Regions from separate parts of the Sus scrofa genome. Here all the other regions are linked to region 2. A link is a contact called in public targeted proximity ligation data. All regions are on one chromosome and are shown on one strand. The core of a region is the stretch at or near the end of the contact, and the rest is flanking DNA. Distances in the headings are between cores, read along the strand shown.

Evidence for each region.
Region 1: a targeted proximity ligation map of skeletal muscle shows a contact between it and region 2. A contact is called at or near these places in 6 of 47 Hi-C or Micro-C datasets (embryonic fibroblasts, epiblast stem cells, fetal heart ventricle and 3 more) and 2 of 2 datasets of targeted methods (alveolar macrophages and skeletal muscle).
Region 3: a targeted proximity ligation map of skeletal muscle shows a contact between it and region 2. A contact is called at or near these places in 6 of 47 Hi-C or Micro-C datasets (embryonic fibroblasts, fetal skeletal muscle, skeletal muscle and 1 more) and 2 of 2 datasets of targeted methods (alveolar macrophages and skeletal muscle).

The regions. Positions count from the first base shown.
Region 1 is chr4:83,068,298-83,070,997 of Sscrofa11.1, reverse strand. It overlaps DCAF6 (DDB1- and CUL4-associated factor 6), which reads left to right and starts at 1,280. Exons shown (of 19, transcript XM_021089469.1): 1 at 1,280-1,710. The coding sequence starts at 1,614. MPC2 (mitochondrial pyruvate carrier 2) reads right to left here and starts at 1,084. Exons shown (of 6, transcript XM_003355070.4): 1 at 839-1,084; 2 at 406-516. The coding sequence starts at 514. It overlaps MIR9810 (microRNA 9810), which reads right to left and starts at 635; the gene lies at 541-635.
Region 2 is chr4:82,911,268-82,913,967 of Sscrofa11.1, reverse strand. It overlaps DCAF6 (DDB1- and CUL4-associated factor 6), which reads left to right. Exons shown (of 19, transcript XM_021089469.1): 19 at 1,925-2,392. The coding sequence ends at 1,989. Among named protein-coding and RNA genes, the nearest start is that of GPR161, 68 kb to the right of the region's middle.
Region 3 is chr4:83,084,815-83,087,514 of Sscrofa11.1, reverse strand. All of the region lies in intron 3 of MPC2 (mitochondrial pyruvate carrier 2), which reads right to left. Among named protein-coding and RNA genes, the nearest start is that of MIR9810, 16 kb to the right of the region's middle.

The DNA of each region.
Region 1 (2,700 bases), core at 31-2,530, 160 kb before region 2:
CTCTAAATCCGCCGGTGCGGTACGACAGCTCTTCTCCGCGTGGGTCAATATACCACTACTCTTGGAGGAAAAGAGGAAATGAGGTTTCCTAATGGCCCAAGACCCTTTCCTGGCCGCAGAAACGGAGAAGGATGAAACCCAGAGGCCTGGTCCGGGTGTGAATGGTGCCTAAGGGATGAGGTGCAACCAAGGTCGCAAAGGGCGCTTGCTTGAAAACTAGGAGTTGATGAAAGATGCTGGAAAAGAAAACGTGAAATGCAAGAAAGAGTACACGGTTTCACTTAAAGGGAAGGGGATGGGGCTGTGGGTGACGCCTCCAGCGGCAGAGTTGTCAGCGGGCCTCTAAACGTCTCTTAGAGGGACGGGGAGGGAAGGACTCGGTGAGAGCCACTCTGGGTTCATTACCTGCTGGGTGGTTGTACAACGGCCTCAATTTTTCAGGCAGTAGGAGCTCCACTTTATCGAGAACCCGGTGGTAGGTGGCTCGCAGGCCCCGGGCGCCGGCGGCTGACATTTCTGCGGACGAGTGATCGTGGGCAGTCGGAGTGAGGGGAGAGTGGCCGCGTGCTCGTCCCTGGCTGACAATGAAGGGCACCTCGTCACTCTCCCCTGCCTCAACGCCTCTCGCCCTCCTCTTCCTCCGGGTGCCCTTCCCGTAGCTCTGCCTGACCTCTTTCCAACTACCCGCGGGCCCGCACCCAGAGAAGGTGGACGGGGCGGAGACACTGCGATGGCCCGCCCCCAGCCCGCCTACTGGCCTCCCACCGCCTAAGAGGAGGAGGGGTCATGGAAACAGGTGGCAAAAGGATTGCCTCACCGAATCAACCTCGCGTCCTACCTGTAGTGCGCTTGCGCAACTAGAACTGTCCGCGGTGATTGGCCAGCCCCGAGGCGCGGGCGGGGTCCAGAGCAAACCTCCAATTTCTCCTTGCTGCCCTGGAGGCCATGTTGGAGAAGGGAAAGTGAAGCTGCACCGCTTCTGATCCCCTTTCACTTTGGTTAAGGAGGCCCCTAGTTAAAATGGGCTTTTCGGGCCTTCCCGTGCCCCGACTAAAGATGACGCCGCACAATTCTCTTGCTTCCTTTGGAATGAGACTCGTGAGCGAAAAACTTCTGATTTCAACTCCTTCTCCCTCTAGTCCTCATTTATCCAAAAAGCATAAAGGATTTGGCTAGAGTGGTCTGAACCCATTTTTCTAGGGTAAGGGCAGCGTTGGCGCACACCTGCCTCAGTCCCCAAGGTGGTCGTTATCTCGCGAGAAGGCTTGGAAGGGAGGGTGTAGAGAACGAGGAGAGGGAGGAGTCGAGGCCGCTTCCGCCTCCTCGGTCTCCTCCTGTTGGAGGGGGGCCGAGGGAGGGGACTGTTGCTGATCTCTGGATGTTCTGGGTAGTCTGAGAGGGAGAGTATGAGGCGAGCTCTGGCCCGGGTGCGGCCAGGCTTCGGGGGCGAAGGCGCGCGGGTCGATCCTGCCGCCGCCATCTAACTCGCTGCGCCCGCGAGGCTCGGCGCGCGGATGGTGCCGGTGCGGCTGGGGTGTTGAGCCGCGTGTCCCCTCCCCTTCCTCCCCTCCCCCACGCGGTGGTCTCCCCTCCTCCCCCGGCCCGGCAGAGCCATGTCTCGGGGTGGTTCCTGCCCACACCTGTTGTGGGACGTGAGGAAAAGGTCTCTCGGGCTGGAGGACCCCTCCCGGCTGCGGAGCCGCTACCTGGGTGAGCAGGGGCCCCGGGGCGGAGGCGCTGAGGTCGCCGCCCAGAGGTGGGGGAGGGGGCCGCGCCGCGGGGGCTGTTGGAGGTGGGATAGCGCCTGGTAGGGGTCCCCCGGAGACTCAGGGATGCTGGGTGGACCTCGGCCGTCGGATTCTGCGCCCGTGTCCTCCCACGGCCAAGCCTCCCCTTTGCATGCTGCCAGCCGCCGCCCTTGCTGGGTTTTCCTCGGGGGGTCGGACCGGGGGCAGACAGTAGTGGCTAAGGTTGGTGTTAGGGTGGCTTCTGGAGTGGGACTCGGGAGAAGACTTGTCGAACCTCCCGGTGCTGCAGCGTTTAGAGCAAAAGTTGGCGCTTTAGCTCTTCTCCAGCGCTGTCCTCGCTCCGCCGAAGGACCTAAGTTTGTGTTGACCGCCGCTCCCCTACAGTCTCGGGAGGGCTTAGGTGTCGCCAGTGATGCGTTGACCACCCTCGGGGACTTTACGCTCCAAACAGACTCTATGTAAACTGTCCTGCGGCTCCGAGCCAAACCTAAAAGTGATAGCTGAGCTCTCCCCACCCCCGCGCGCATTCCCAGTTGGACTCTGGTGTTCAGTCGTTTTGACCGCTTTAAGGAGGTGTAGGATTTCACGTTCCCATTCCCCCCCTGTGAAACACACTTGGCATTTACTGTTTCTTAGTTAAGCTTTCTAAAAACAACCTTGATACTTGAGGGAACAGTATTACACTTTTTTTTCGTTTTGGGGAAAGTGGATTTGTGAGGATTCTGGGTCACGCCTGAGCTAAAAGTGGACGGATTTAGTAATTTATTTTATTTCTTCCTCTGCAAATCTTTTCATTACTCTTTTAATTTTTCTTTGAATTTGAAAATGACAGCATTAATTTTTTTCCAATTCTGTCGCTTTTTGCTAGGTATTTTTTGATGTTATTTGGTTTTGCCTTAGAATCAAAAGAAAATGACATCTCATTACGCCTAACAGTTCTGGTTTGTGAATT
Region 2 (2,700 bases), core at 153-2,652:
CATCCTTAAATAGCCCTTTATTGATCAGAAAGTCTTCCACTGTGTCGAGATTCCATAGATCTGTGAAGGTCTGTTATAATCTTTTGTGTTCATTTGTCTTACAAATATGTATTGAATACTTTTTATATAATAACAGTTAAAATTTGAAGTTACCTTGTGGCACATCAGGTTAAGGATCTGGCATTGTCACTGCAGCAGCTCAGGTCGCTGCTGTGGCACAGGTTCGGTTCCTGGCCTGGGAATTTCCACATGCTGCAGGTGAGACCCAAAATAATAACTACAATTTATGTAATTCAGGTTACAGGTCATACGCACATACATAGCTCATTAGTTTGACATCAAAATGGAATCAGCATAGCGAGGATTTATCTGTTAATTCACATGGATAATTAAACATCCAGTCCATTCTGTACAAAGGTGTCACTGACCTAGAATCAGTGCAAGTGTTTAAGCTTCTGTAGATAATAAATAAAATCTCAGGATTCAGTCTTCTCTTGGTATTGATAGTGGGATTGAACATCCCCTAGGTCTAATCTTTTTTCCCCCAGGTTACCTTGGAGGAATGTTTCTGTAGCAGAAAGGTTTCCATCTTAGTGGTGGTAGAGATTTGATACTGTTGCCTTTTTTACATAAGCTAATGTAATGTATATTTTCTTAGTAAAACTTATATTCATTTATCTGGTAACTGTTTGCTTATTTATTTTGCTTTTGAGTGTAGTACCCACGGCACACGGAAGTTCCCAGGGGAATCAAAGCTATAGCTGCTGGCCTATACCACAGCTTACAGCAACGCCAGATCCCCAACCCACTGAGTGAGATCAGGGATCTAACCTACATCTTCATGGGCACTAGTCAGATTTATTTCCGCTGAGCCGCAACAGCAACTCCCTATTGGTAAACTTTCACTGACCATCTTGTAATAGGTTCTGAGGCAATAAAGATAAAAAGAGATAACTCCTAGGCGTTCCCACTGTGGTGCAATGGGTCAAAAGATCTGGTGTTGCTGTAGCTGTGGTTGGGATTCAGTTCCTGGCCTGGGAATTTACATTGCTGTGGGTGCAACCATAAAAGAAGAAAAAAAAAACCCAAAAAAACTCCTCTCCCAAGAGCTCAGACTAGGCTGCAAGAAGATTTGCAGTCTAACCATTATAGCAATTAGAATCATCTTTGTACAGGTAAAATATTCTGGAATGTGAATGAAGGAGTTAGTTTATAATTCTGCCAGTTGGGTGCTGTAAAAATTCTAGGAAGAGTTTCACAGAGGGGGATAACGGTTGTATGGCGATGAGTAAGCAGAACCTTTATAGCCGAAGAACTGGGTGAAAGTGTCCCAAGCAGAGGAACAGCAAGTGTAAATCAGGAAACTCGAGAGGACATGCTGTGCCCGCCTGCCAGGTTGTAATTATACGCGCACTTGAGTGTTCAGTCTAGATAAGCTCCTTGAGGTCAGAGACTGTGACTATTTTGGTCACCATTGTCTCCTGGAACACAGCAGATGTTTAAGAAATATTTTTATAAACAGAAATACACAGACCCTCATGAATGGTCCCCAGGTTCTCTCACACAGCTTCCCTCAAACTCCCCTTGGTGACAACTGATACACCTCCTTGGGCTCCTAGGTGCCAAGGAACAGTGTGAAAACCACTGCTGTAGATCTTTAGGGTTTGGCTTTTTTTTTTAAATAATTTTCATATCTTTTAAGTTATGAATACTCAAAGTTAATAATGCTGTGTTTCCTTTAGTCTTTTGTCTCTAGAGGCCAAAAAAAAAAAAATAACTTACCTACACACAGCTGTGAATTGACTTTTACATGATGCTGTGTGGAATTACATAAATTCTAGTTAATTTTAAGTAAAAGGCACTGAAAATTATTTAATTGTAATATTAAAGGTGTTTCTTTCTGTCTCATATCTGTGTTTTCCAGACCGACTGGAGGGTGACAGATCGGAAGGCTCTGGTCAGGAGAATGAAAATGAGGATGAGGAATAATCAACTCTTATTGGCAAGCACTTAGATGTTCTGAAATTTGTATAAGACATTTATTATATTTTTTCCTTTACAGAGCTTTAGTGCAATTTTAAAGGTTATGGGTTTTTTTGGAGTTTTTCCCTTTTGGGGGGATAACCTAACATTGATTTGAAATGATTGTGTGCATGAATTTGGGAGCGTGTGTAATACAAAACTAGCAAAATGTTTTAAAAACTTTTTGCCGTGTATGAGGAGTGCTAGAAAATGCAAAGTGCAATATTTTCCCTAACCTTCAGATGTGGGAGCTTGGATCAATGTTGAAGAGTAATTTTCATTATAGTGAAAATGTTGGTTCAAATAAATTTCTACACTTGCCATTTGCATGTTTGTTGCTTTCTAATTAAAGAATTTGGTTGTTTTAAGATATCCTGAATTTGTCTTTTTGTTTAAATGCTTTGCTACCTTGAACCACATTTTCTAAATCTTTCCTTGTAAAAAGATTGTCTTTCTCTATTCTTTTCTAGATTTAATAACCTTTTCTGTTTTGACTTCTGTGTGACCGAATCACATAGAGGAGCTTTGTTTTCATTTCTCCTTCTAAAGCACTTTACCTCCACCTCTGGTCATCGTCTCTCATGATTAGTGGTCCCTCATTCCCCATGTATAGGAGTTAGACTTCGAGCAATCCCACAGCATCATGGACATTCACATACCACATTAGCACAAGCTAGT
Region 3 (2,700 bases), core at 190-2,689, 170 kb before region 2:
TGTTGTTGTTGTTGTTGTTGCTATTTCTTGGGCCGCTCCCGCGGCATATGGAGGTTCCCAGGCTAGGGGTCCAATCAGAGCTGTAGCCACCGGCCTACGCCAGAGCCACAGCAACGCAGGATCCGAGCCGCGTCTGCAACCTACACCACAGCTCACGGCAACGCCGGATCGTTAACCCACTGAGCAAGGGCAGGGACCGAACCCGCAACCTTATGGTTCCTAGTCGGATTCGTTAACCACTGCGCCACGACGGGGGAACTCCGGTAGCTTATATCTTTAGAGAAGCAGAGATAAAGGGATATTGGTCTCTGTACCGTTTCCTGCCATTACTAGCCTCAGGGACAGAAAGTCTATGTTTCTTTTCTTCTCTATTATGAACTTTATTCAGAAAATAGGACTGTGGAGTCAGAATGCTTGAAGTATACCACAGGATTATGTAAAATACTCCCTAAAATAGGAAGAAAGCACCTATTATAGAAAGATTCACGGTGAATATTTTAAAGAGGGTCATGTATGTCTTTAAGAAACTCAGCTTAAAATTCTTTTTATTAGAGTTGATTTACAATGTTCTGATAATTTCTGCTGTACAGCAAAGTGACCCAGTTATACATATACATAATTCTTTTTCTCACATCATCTTTGATCATGTTCCATCACAAGTGACTAGATATAGTTCCCTGTGCTATACAGTAGGACCTCATTGCTTATCTAAGAGCCTCAGCTTTGAAGTCAAATTAGATCTGAAGGTTCAAATCCTGACTGTCACAACAGTTCTAGTTCTTTGAGCGTCAGTATCCTTTACATCTCCCTTTTTTTTTTTTTTCCTGGTAAAAATTAACTATGAGATAATGTTTTAACCCGATACAGACTGTTTGACATCTAGTAGATTCAAGTTAGTTCACTCTGTTTCCATCGGTTAAAAAATGGTTTTCAAATGTGTGTGATTCTTTTTGGCATCTGGTTATCTCCACTGGGTGGAGTAAATACTCATCAGATAGTATAAAACATTTTTTCCTTCCTTCCTTCCAATATTTTCTCCTTTAGGAAAAAAAAAAGTCATATGACACTTGTAGAGGAATGTTATAAAAATGAAACACCACTATGGAACATTCCAATTCCAAAATGCTTAGAGATAGCAAAGCCCTCAAGATTTTAAACTGTGAATTAGTGTATAAAAGTACTTCCAGCTGGAAAAACAAGTAGATAGATATTAAAAATCTGCACAGATAATCTTGAAATAGTCTGACTTATCCCTAAGGAGAGGAGAAAACAGAAAAATTAGCTATACCAAATGGAATATTGTTCCAGAGTTAAACATGACCCAGTCTGTGTAAAAAGACTATGAACAAAAAGAAAAGCTGTTAACTGACCTTCACATAAAAGCTTCCCCAGGTAGCCAATGAGCTCCGTTCCTTCTGTAAACAAGCTAACAGATGCCAGGGGCTGAATACCCAAGGCTAGCAGGCTATTTATTCCGTACTGCACTCATGCATTTTTGCTCTCACTAGTTTTTGTCAGGTCACTGTGTTTGTCCTCAAACATGTTTATACCAGTTTTACTTGTTACTGAGATCTACCTAATTTAATGAACTACTATGTAAACAGGTAAAATACAAAATGAGGGTTGTTATTTCTATGAAAACTAAAGTTTTGGAAAGACTAAATAAAGGCAAGTTTTTAAAACTTGCTGTCAAATTTGGGGTGAACAAGACGTAACTATTATGAAGGGTCTATGAACTTGCTCCGCTTTAATGAAAACTAAACTGAAATTATGTAAGATGTACTATGGTATAATTCATCCAAGATAGAAGATGTAGAACTCAAAATCTGTGTATCTATACATAAAATCTTTGGCCCTATAGTAAATGATTGACAAATGAATATAATTTATATCCTTTAAGTTAAAATATTTAAGGGTATGTAGTATTGATTTTTAGGATTATTTACTTGGACCTTTATGATGAATTATTTGGTTTTAACTAAAGTGGCTAAGAAGGATTTGACCACAGTCAAATGTCTAAAGAAGTATAGTCTAATAAAGTTTAATGTAGAACTTGTGTGGCTTGTAGCAGCAACTGTCATGTATCATGTATAGGCTACTATAGATTAATTACTATCAAATGCTCTGGGAAAGGAAAGCATAAGGTAAATATCAACAAGTCTCCCCACCAGAGAGCAAGACACAGAAGTTTCTATTGCTGTGCTGTCATCAGGATATTATGTATGATGTCAACATGAACTTAAAATAGATGTTTTTTAAAGGAGACAGTCAAGAAAGCACTTATGGGTATATAATACTGTCAGTGTTTTAAAACGCTGATAGACCAGATCAAAGAAAACACCAAAGCTATTGGTAAATTCAGTGCTTCTAAATAGTAGTCTCCTGACCACCAAATATACTGTAAATACATTAAATCATTCTTACTTTTCAAATAATGGTCCTAAAAACAATATTTCTGCAATTAATTCCACTTTATAGATATATAATTTTAAGTGTGGTAGGGAGAGAAGAAGAAAATAGGAATATACCTTTAAGAATACTTTTTTTTCCCCTTAAAATAGCACACTATTTTTAAATGCTGAGAGTGTGAGCACAATCATTAAAGATGATATATTGATTTTAAACTGCTGGCACCTTTTCTCAACATATAAATCTAAAAAGAGAACTGCTCTCTAGTTCTCTCTAAAATACAGCTCCCAT